Regions from separate parts of the Sus scrofa genome. Here region 1 is linked to region 2. Evidence: chromatin contacts called from public Hi-C data. All regions are on one chromosome and are shown on one strand. Each heading gives the region's core, a stretch centred on a gene start, on an enhancer-like site or on the middle of the called end of the contact. The rest is flanking DNA. Distances are from core to core; before and after follow the strand shown. Region 1 holds the start of SYT2 (synaptotagmin-2). Region 2 holds the start of UBE2T (ubiquitin-conjugating enzyme E2 T).

What was found. A called contact is a pair of places that touch in the nucleus more often than the background predicts.
Region 1: a contact with region 2 is called in a Hi-C map of embryonic fibroblasts, with 2.0 times the contacts expected there. The contact joins the promoter of SYT2 here to the promoter of UBE2T in region 2. A contact is called at or near these places in 1 of 5 promoter capture datasets (liver) and 2 of 47 Hi-C or Micro-C datasets (embryonic fibroblasts and heart right ventricle).

What each region holds. Positions count from the first base shown.
Region 1 is chr10:24,724,976-24,730,582 of Sscrofa11.1, forward strand. SYT2 (synaptotagmin-2) reads right to left here and starts at 2,223. Exons shown (of 9, transcript XM_021064565.1): 1 at 2,023-2,223.
Region 2 is chr10:24,456,784-24,462,022 of Sscrofa11.1, forward strand. It overlaps UBE2T (ubiquitin-conjugating enzyme E2 T), which reads right to left and starts at 2,302. Exons shown (of 6, transcript XM_021064545.1): 1 at 2,224-2,302; 2 at 552-859; 3 at 71-140. The coding sequence starts at 762.

The DNA.
Region 1 (5,607 bases), core at 973-3,472, 270 kb after region 2:
GGTCCTGATATGTGGGTTTCAGGCCCCAAAGCTGAAAAAAGTAAAAATTATATTTGCATAACACCCCCCCCCAAAAAAAAATGCTGTCTGTTAAAAAGTCCTGGACTGGGAAGAAAACTGACTCACAGCAGAGTGGTCGGCTCTTCGTCCTGGGGAGGCTAGAAGTGGGGTGCCAATCTCTGCCTCCCCCTCCTTCAGCTTTCCAGAAGCTCCCAGCTCTTCCTTGGACAAAGCAGGGAGGGGAGAGGCGAGCCTCAAGCCCAAGAGGTGCCTAGAAAAAGCCAGGCCCGCCAGAGGCATCAGTCCAAGAGGATGGCTGGGCCAAAGTGCCTGCCTTTGCCCTCAAGACAGCAGTGGGGGGTGGGCAGAGAGGCCCAGGGTGAGGATCCAGGTAGCACTGGTCATTCCTCAGGAGCATGGAGAGGAGACAGGCTGGGGCCAGGCTCTCTGGGCCAGGCCACAGTGTGCCTGGCCAGGACCCCTGGCGCTGACTCACCCCTGAGCCCTGACACAAGCTGCAGCCTGCAGCGCCTGCCAGGCCTCTGCTCACCAGGACGCCAGGCACGTCCCACTGCATCAGAGCTGCCCTGTCCCTCCCACCAGCACCCCTGGCCAGGCTTTCGGGGCACAGGGCAGGTGTGTGAGGGGGCATGGCTCTTCTCCTTGGCCCCCCCTGGTGTAGCAGAGATGTTTCTAGCAGCCTAGAAGGGTGGGGGCTGGACTCAGACCTAAGCAGGGGGAATGACTGGGAAGGATTAGGGCAGCCCTGCCCCTCGTGGTCACACCCTCTGATGAAGCGCCCAGGTACTGAGTTGGATGGATGAGTTGAGGACCATCTATGACTTGCGGGAGGCTCCCCTCAAGACAGCAGTGGGGGGTGGGAGGCACCCTCCTGCTCTCCAGGTCAGATCCTAGCCCACCCCCCTGCTTTATGGGAACTCCCAGATGCTAAGGACTTCCTTGTCCTCTGACCCAGCCCACTCCCATCTGGGCAGCCCTCTCTCCCCACTGCAGTGCCCGCTCCTGGGCCCCCCTCCTCCTCTGGCCTTGGACTCCTTTATCTCTCGGCCACCACAGGAGAAAACAGTGAGCACACGCTATGGGGGAGGTTGCTGCAGAGGGAGAGCTGGGCTTTGGCGGCGCCCCCTACAATACCCCAGGCTGGGGGTGTCCTGGAGGTACCTGTAGAATGTGGGGATGAAAAGGGGGAAGGAGAAAGGAAAAATTATCTATCCTCTTGGTTAAAAAATAACAACCCTGTGCTGTGAGCCAGGGAGGGAACAGAGTCAGGGAAGGCGGGACCCCAAAGGAAGAGGGAAACGAGAGTCCCAGACGCGGGCGGGGCTGTCTCCAGTTCCTGGGTCTGGGGGCCCAGCGACGGAGGAGGGCTGCAGCAGCGGCAGGACGTCCTAGGTGTGCTGAGTCATGAGATTCGGAGAGAGGCGCAGGGTGTCCCCCTCGCGTCCCTGTCCCAGTTCCTCCAGATCCTCACTTCCAGTTAATCCTCGTAGTTTGTCTCCCCGCCGCCCCCCTGGACCAGGGTCTCTGCCTCCGGGAGCTCCAGGATTCCCCCCTCCCCGCTACGTCGGCGGGGTCGGGGGTCTCCAAGCCTTGAGGCGGGGCAAAAGATTCTCGGTTGGAGACCAAGCGGGCAGCCGCGGGCGAGACGCGGGAAGAGGGGCGGGGGCGCCGAGCCTCGGGGCTCGGGGGATGTCGGCCTGCCCCTCAGCTCTGCAGCTCGTCCCGGGGGATCCAGCGCGGAAACCTGCTCCCTCCTCCCGCCCCAAACCCGCAGAGCAGCCGGCTCGTCGCCGCTCGAGTCCAGCTCCCCAAAACGAAGCCTCATCTGGTCGCGTCCAAGCTCTCCCCGAAGGACGGTGCGGGCGCCCGGCCCCCCTCTTGGCCTCAAAGTTTCCCGACCCCACGCATCCCCGGGAGCCAGACCCCTCCTCGAAACCCCTCGGCTCAGTAGTAGAAACTTTGGAGGAGGTCGGTGCCTCCCACGACGGTGGTACAACTCACCGGGGCGGCCGGCCAGGAGAGACCGGGTCTCCGAAGTAAGGGACTGCAGGCTGCAGGCGACGGCCGAGGGGGCGTCCGCTCTCGGCCCGGAGTCCCGCTGCGCCCCGGCCCCCAACTCGGCCGGTGCGTCTATACCGCAAGACTTGCTGAGCTTGCAGCCTGCGCCGCGGCGAGGGAGGCGCGCGACCCGGGGCGCGCGCTGCAGTGCGGGGAGGAGGCTGGGGGCGGGACCAGAGGAGGGCGGGGACCAGGAGAGGGGAGGGGACCGGGAGAGGGGCGGGTCGGGGAGGGGACCCGGGAGGAGGGGCGCCCAGGAAGAGGGGGAGGGGACCCGGGGAGGAGGAGGAGACCCTGGAGGAGGTCGCGGGGCAGGAGAAGGGGGCGGGGGTCGAGGGGATGAGGAAGCGGCCCGGGGCGAGGGGGAGGGGTCCAGGGGGGCGGGGACTGGTGGGGTGGGGGTGCCCTGGAGGAGGAGGCGGGGTCCATGAGGAGGGCGAGGGGACCGAGAGGCGCGGGGGGTGGGGGCGCGGGAGGAGGTGGAGACCTGGAAGGAGGGGGCGGGGCCTGGGAAGAACAGGAGGGGACCGAGAGGAAGGGGAGAGGTCCAGGAGAAGGGACAGAATGGAGGGAGGGGGAGGGAGGGGGCGGGGACTGGGTGGAGGGGCGGAGTCCACGAGGAGTTGGAGAGGCTGGGAGAGGAGAGGGAGGTGACTGGGGAGGAGAGGGCAGGGACCGGGGAGAGAGGAGGAATGGGGCGGGCCAGCGGGACTGCAGGGGGCGGGCCTGCCTTGCGAGCGCCCGAGTCCTCTTCGCAGAGCCCCTTTGGGCTCTCAGCGCCCCCTCCCTCCTGCTCAAGGTCACGGCTGCAGCTCAGGGTCCGGAAGAGTCGGACTGGGAACCAGGTCTCCCGAGTCTCATAATCCCCGCTCGAGATGGGCTGTGTCTCTTGAGCCACCTCCTTCTCCCCAAACTCCTAAACTCACCGCAGCTTAGGGCTATTTTGGGATTTCTGAGTCCCTTTGGGATCTCTGAGTCCCTCTCCTCCTCTTCTTTCTCCTCTTCGCAAGGCCACTTCTACCTGTAGTTGTCACCTGGAGGAAGGGGTTTCTGAGCCTAAAGGGTTGGTGAGGAAGAGGAGGATCTTCGGGAGAGTTAAAGGTGCCTATGGCAAGTGAGAGAACAGGATGGGGGCGTGGGAGAGGGACAGGGAGGTTGCGGGGAAGGAAGAGGGTCTGGAAGGAGTGGAGATGAGCATATTACATGACAAAGGTTTCCACACATGCTAGTCTCTTAATGCTTGGGACAGCCCTTTAAGGTGGGTATGAGGGCAGTTTGCAGGGAGGAAACAGCCTCCGAATGGGACTTTGGCCAAGGAGCCAGAGTTAGTTGTGGCATCCAAGGGGCAGGGATGGCAAATACCAAGTGGAGCTCTCCCTCCCTTCCTAACCCACCCAGAAGCTGCTAGGGCAGTGGGAGGAGGGACAGGCCACCCAGAGTTCCTGGCAGCACAATTTGAATATTCACAAACCCTTTTGGAGTCAAGATTATAACAGGACTGCAGCTCCTGCCTCCCTCCCGTGGATGCTGGGAAAGACTCCTGCCGGGATGCCCTGACCTGCCAAAGAGGGAAAATGCAAAAGGAGGGGAAGCAAAGACAAAGTAAGATTTGCGGCTTTGGCGGGGGGAGATGGGGAGAGATGCAGTGCTTTTCCAGATCACTTAGCTACCACCCAGGGAAACGCTGGAGACATCCAGCCAGCTTACCTCAAGGTGATTGGAGTGGGGGAATCCTAAATGGGACTGAACCTGTAGGAGGTCACCCCTACTCACCCGCAGAGCAGCCTGGGCAAGGGGCAGAGGACCCGGGAGGAGCTGAATCTGAATCTATTACCATGCAGGAGAGAATCAAGCTGACAATGGTCATCGGGCTTCTCAGGACCTGCTGCTTCATGCAAAGGGCTCAGGTCACCCCTCCCTGCTGACAGTGAATCTGCAGGATGCAGGCCAGAGAGCGGGCTGCAGTCTCCTGGCACAGAACCCAGTCAGGCTAACTGGGCCACCTCGCCACCCACCACTCCAGTCAAAAGCCCTTATCACCTGCTGGCCTCGCTTCTCCTAGCAAGCCTGGGAACCCAGGGGCAGAAGCTAGCTTGCTTCCCAGACTATTTAGAGTTAAGGCTGCAGTTTGGTTAAAGAAAAACATAGTGGCTCTAGCTTCAGCCTTAATGTTCATTTCATTCATCAGAACCAGTAGCGTGGATTACAACCTCATCAGGAGCTCAATGCCCCTCGTGCCCATCTCCCCAGGCTCAGGAGCTGGAAATGGAAAGGACCCCACCTATTAGATGTTTTTCTTTTCAACTGTGTATCCTTTGAAAGATGAGCAGTGGTCCTTCCAGACCACCCTCTCTGAACTGCTGCTCAACTAGGCCATCGCCATCAGGGCAATCCCTCTGCCTCTGTGTATCATTTGGACCATTGTGTGTATGTGTGTGTGCATGCCTAATTCTGAGAGTTCTCCAGGGGAAGAAAAAAAAAAAAAAAAAGCCTATAGCCCCTGTTTACGCATCTTCACCCCTTTCTGTGGAATAGTGCTTCCTGTTGTTTCAGTCCTGGTTGTTCCCAGGTAGGAGAGAGAGCAGAGGGCATGGCAGCATCCTCCCATCACAGCTCTCCCTGGATCCAGACACCATGCACCCACCCCACTGGCTGCGGGGCTGCTTAAACCACCCCATGTCTGTACATCTTCTCTCTCAGTCTACTGGCACTGGAACTTCCCAATATTTGGGTTGTTTCCCCCTTCTGCTCTGGCGATGCCTTTGTCCTCCTAACGCTTTCAGAGCTCTGCTGTTGTCATTAGAGCAATAGAACAGAGCCAGAGGGCCCCGCCAGCTCCTGGGTCCTGCTTTCTCCTTACACCCTGCCAAACACAAATATACGCTCCTAAAGCTGCAGTCCAACCCCCCAACACACACACCCTGTCCTTCCCTAGAGCAGTTTGCACGGTTCAGAAAATTCAGCAAACCACAGCAGAGCTCTCCCTGAAGCATATCTGCTTTCCTGCTGGAGAGAGTTAATGCTTTTAAGACTTCTTGGAGTTCCCGCTGTGGCTCGGCAGGTTAAGAACCTGACTAGTATCCATGAGGATGCAGGTTCGATCCCTGGCCTCACGTAGTGAGTTAAGGATTCTGCATTGCTGAAAACTGTGGCGTAGGTTGCAGATATGGCTCAGATCCCATATTGCTGTGGCTATGACATAGGCCAGCAGATGCAGCTTCAATTGAACCCGTAGCCTGGGAACTGCCATATGCCACAGGTGCAGCTCTTAAAAAATAACAATAATAATAAATAAAGCTTCTGTGTAATCCCTGCCGCTCAGGACTTCATAGCCTTTTTTGTAGACATACCAAGCTTAAATGTGTTTTGAATTTATTTACATTAACATGTTCCATACTGAAGTCTACTTAACTTTTAGATGACCTAAAAATGTTTTTAATACACAGGACATTAACTCATTAGATGGTGTCAAAAAAATAAAACATGAATTAAGTTAAATAGCATGCAATTACACCCTAGGTTTTTTTG
Region 2 (5,239 bases), core at 1,052-3,551:
TCTACTACATTGCTCTGGCTTCCAGTAACAGTGCTTTACCCTGGAAATTAAGAATATAATTCACACTGACCTCTCAGGAATGTTAACTTCCAGCTTGAAAACACCTTTTTCATAAGGTGTGTTGGCCCCACCTAGTATTTCTTTTAGGAAAAAAAAAAAAAAAGAGCGAAATTAAGAGGTAGTGGGATGATCTGAGTCAGGGCACCACAGGGACCTAACAAAGCCTGTGGCCCTAACGGAGAAGCCGTGTCTGGGACGCTCGCTCTCTCAGCTTCACAAGTCCTGCGGCGTGCCAGCACCCCACACAGACCACACAGATCAGAACAGAAGGCGCACAATGCTGGCTGCTGAGCGAATACAACCCGCAGACCTGCCGTGTGGACTGCAGCATTCTACCCAAATCCTGGCTGCAAATCAGCAAAAGATGTAATAAAAGGCCAAAGAAGAAATGTCATGAAAACCTCATGCACAAGTGAACAAATTAGGGTGGAAGGTGACCATGCTGTCACACACACATCTCCACCAGGTTTTCCCCAGGGTGTGACACCTACGAGCACGCAGGTCATCCATTCGGTCCCCGTCCTGCCAGCATGTAATGCCTGGGGGCGGCTCTGTGGCCAGCAGGGTTAGCTCTCTCTTCAGACGGGACGCTCTCTGCATGGCAGGCACGAGGGAGGGCTGGCTGTCAGGCTTGCTGGGCAAGATGGCCACACAGATGGCTCCAGGCACCAGGCTCGGGTGACAGGGACTCCGCTTTAGCATAGGACTCTGCTTTCCGTTTAGTGAAGGACAAAGGAAGCCCCCCTGTTAATCTCTGTTCCAAGCAGGGAGTCCACTTTTTCCATTTCCTTGTCGTTACCTATGCAAGCAAACACATTTTTAAACTAAAGTCTGAAATGTGCAACAAGTTCTACAGAGAAAAGTGCTACATGCTTTAAATTAACATCTGTCTCCACGGATGAATGACAATCTCCCCGCCCCCCCCCGGGGGGGGCGGGCCTGGGCCCAGTTTTGCTCACTGCTGGGGCCTCAGTGCACCCAGCACAGAAGTGAACCAACCGTCCGGTACTAATTATAGGTACTAATAAGCAAAGATCACCTGGTGGGTATAGACTGTACTTAGTTGGACAGTGTAATTCATGATAATTATGAACTTAACCTCAGGCAGCTATCCTGAACACAAGGACGTGTATGTGTTGGGTCTTTGTACCCTCCTGAACTGCACTGCAAAGACAAAGTGGTCCTCCGCAATCAACATGCACGCACGCTTGGAAATATTTAAATAGTAGTAATAACACAAGCAAATTAATACGTTAAATAGAATCAATTACACTACAACGGTCTTTCACGCAAATTATTCTTTAAACTACTTCCAAATTTCTTTAGCCACACCTTTAAACCACCTTCTCTTGGATCCAGTTACTTCACTGGGTACTTAAGCATACCTTTCATACAAAAATTCCTTCTTTTCTCAGTAAGCAGATGCTGGGAATCGATGACAGAGACAAATATGCCCAAGTGGTAAAGTCTACCTTCGCATAAAATGTGAACGCAGTGGAAAGGCATAGTAAAGGGACTGTAATAGGGTGAGAACAAATAAGACAATTTCTCTAAAGGAGAACCAGACCCCAGGTTCACCACATTAACACAAATTAGTACGTGGCACTCCTTGGCTCAAAACCATCCATCACTATTTTGTGGGCATTTCAAGTTCCTTACCATCTAGGCCCAACCCACATTTCCAGCCTCATGGCCAGTACTCCTCCCCATAAACGTTTGCTTCTGCCACACCGACTTCTCTCTGAGGCCCACAGTCTGTAGACGTATACACACGTCACCCCTCCTCTAGGAATGCAGCCTAGCCCCTCACTCCTACCGCAAGGCCCAGCTCTCTGTTTCCACAAACTTGCTGTGAGTTGTAATCTACCCCGGCAGCTGCTCTGCACCGGGAGCGGGACGCGGCGGGGAGAGCAGGGGAATGTCGGGGACGGGGGGTGGGGGGACGCCCGGGTGGGAGGAAGGGGAATGTCTGGGAAGGGGGACACTCAGGTAGGGGGCTGCCGGAGGCGTGTGCCAACGGGGCTGTCAAGACAACCACATGCTCCGCCACACAGCCGCTCGCGGGAGATGATACTTCCTCGCTGGGCAGAAAGACCCTGCCGCCGCCGCCGCCCCCGCCAGCCAGTAACCTCTAAGCCGAGAAGCCCACCGACCCGCTCTTACCTGCGCGGATCTCCCTCGCAGCGCAGCGGCGCCAACCAGCCTGCACAGCGCCTGCGCGAGCCCGAGGGTTGCGTCTCCCCTCCTCCGGCCGGCGAGGGTTGTGATTGGTCCGGAGCGCCGCCCGGGGAGGAGTGCGGCCTCCGATTGGCCGGCCTCCGAGCGGCGTCCGCCCACCCGTTTTGAACCAGAGCGCGGGGCGGTGGCTGCGGTTTCCAGTCGGGTTCAGTGGGTCGCAGGGGTAAGGATTGCACATCGCTTCCAGAAGCTCCGTGGGAGTAACTGGTCAGGAGAAGGAACTGCAAGCGAGGTTCCTCGCCGTAGGGTCAGACCCGCGGACGGCGCTCTGGGGATTCCCCGGAGCCCGAGAAGCGCGGGGATTCCGGGCCGGGTTCCGACTCTGGGCGCGGGGACCTTGCGCGGTGCTCGGACGCCACGGCGGGCTGGAGACCACACCCGCCTTCGCTTCCTGCTCCGGCTGCGGGAGAGCTGCCAGTCTTCCTAAACGTGCGAGCCAGTGCAGTTTGACCGCTGCTCTGACAGCTGCCGAAATTTCTGCGTTCCGCCCAAATCGGTGTTAAGTAGCCCCCTGGTTCCTTGCGGCCGCCCTCTCTCCGCCGGAGACCCACGGCCCCCCACCCCCGAGACCGTCCACGGTACTACCCGGTGCTGTCCAATCTAGTCTCCCGTTAGCTGTTGGGGTTTTCCCTTTACTGTTAGCGTTGCCTCATTGTAGGGAGGTGTTTTCTGTCGTAATCCCTTCACTGTTTCCACCCCGATTGTAACTGTGGTTGTATTATAATTTTATTACAGTTACAGTTCTGTCCTCCGAGCTGAAATTGATTGTTTTCTTGGGTGGTTTTCTGAAAATCGAGTCTTTTATTCTTTTTCGTCCTCACCAGCGGCATTTGGAATTCTCAGGCCAGGGATCAAATGTGAGCTGGAGCTTGTGACCCACACCACGGCCGCAGCAACTCGGGATCCTCAACGCACTGCGCTGGGCCAGGAATCAAACCTGAGCCTCCACAGAGACAACCCGGGTCATTAAGCCAACTGTGCCACAGTGGGAACTCCCTGAAAATCAAGTCTCTAAAATATCTTTTAGAAAAACCAGGAGCTATGTTGAGTCTGGTGGAAAGGAGAGATGATATGATAAAACAAGTCAATACCTGTAGTTTTGGCAACAGAAAGAATTGGATAAAAGGAAGGAAGGAGGGAGGGAGGGAGAAGGAAGGAAGGAAAGAAGGAAGGAAGAAAAGTAAAAGAAAAAGAATTCTAGGGGGTAAATGTACAGCTTCCATGTGTCCACCAGAGGGAGGTATGTTAACTGGTGAGAACAGAGGCCACGCTGATTTTCATAACCTGTGTGTACCAGTGTCATTGCTTTAAAAACCAGAGTATTCTGATTTGTAGTTTATTTTTGAAGTGTACGGGAAAGTATTATTTAATAAAAGTTTCCTCACTTTATGCAAGAATGTATGTGCATTCTAGCTGGGTCACTTAGCACATTTCAAAGTACAAAAATTACAGCAATCGTTTTGTAATGTATAAAAACACCAAATCACTATGTTGGGCAGCGGGAACTAACAAAGTTCGTAGGTTAACATGCTTCAACGAACAAACTTATAGAAAAAGAGATCAGATTTGTGGTTAGCAGAGGCAAGGGAATTGGGTGAATGGTCAGGAGGGACAAACTTCCAGCTATAAGATAAGTACTAGGGATGTTATGACCAATATGATGCTGTATGTTCTGTAAGAAAGAGGGTAAATCCTAGGAGTTCTCATCACAAAATATTTTTTTCTTTTATTTTGTATCTATATGAGATGATGGATGTTGACCACACCTTTGTAGTAAGCATCTCATGATGTATGTAAGTCAAATCATTATGCTGCATACCTTAAACATAGTGCTGTTATGTCAATTACATCTTAATAAAACTAAAAAGAATAAGGACAAAGGTGGAGTTCCCACTGTGGCACAATGGGATTGGCAGTGTATCTGCAGCACCAGGAAGCAGGTTTGATCTCGGCCTGGCACAGTGGGCTAAAGGAAGCAGTGTAGGTTGCATCTGATACCTGGCCTGAGAACTCCATATGCCATGGGGTGGCCAAAAACGGGGAAAAAGTACAAAAATTGTGGGGGGGGATTTCCTTTTTTTTTTTTTTTTTGCTTTTTAGGGCCACACCCCCACCATATGGAAGTTCCCAGCTAGGGGTTGAATAGGAGACGCAGCTGCCAGCCACAGCCACTCAGGATCCAAGCCACATCTTTGACTTACACCACAGCTCATGGAAACACCAGATCCTTAACCCACTGAATGAAGGCAGGGATCAAACCCATGTCCTCATGGATACTAGCCAGATTCATTTCCACTGTGCCACAACAGGAACTCCTGTTGTTTTTTTTTTTTTTTAATACACAGGATTGTCGGGATTTATCCACTGGTACATAAAATATTATTTTCTTTAGAATATTTAGGAAATCCAAACTATCATGTTTGTTTACTGATAGTAAACAATCATATAAGTTTATTGTATAAGTTTATACTCAGCCCTGGTTGGGGGAAGATGTTTCAGAAAAAGAACTTAGATGATTTTAATTGCAAAAAACTTTCAAGTCATCATGCCCAGATTGATTATGTTTTATTTCTTGTGGCCTTTTGTGGGGGGCTGAGCTAGTTAAATTATTTAGATTATAATAATTATCACTGCTTTCTGTAATCACATAGCTGGAAGATACATGCCTTTTAATTATCCATGGAATTTAGCTACTTACATTTTTCTTTAAAATCTCCAGAGAGTGTAACACATTCTTACTACCTCAGGAAAAACACAAGTAAAATAGATACAGTAAAATAGATAGTTCCAGTGCTCACTGGAACTTCCCAGTATTGAGACTGAATTTTTCCTATTGAAATTCAAGTTCATACCTCTTGGGATAGTAAAGATTTAACTTAGACTTGGCTAATTTTAGCTTACTTACACAAGGGAAGGCAGATATTTATTCTTTCCTGATACT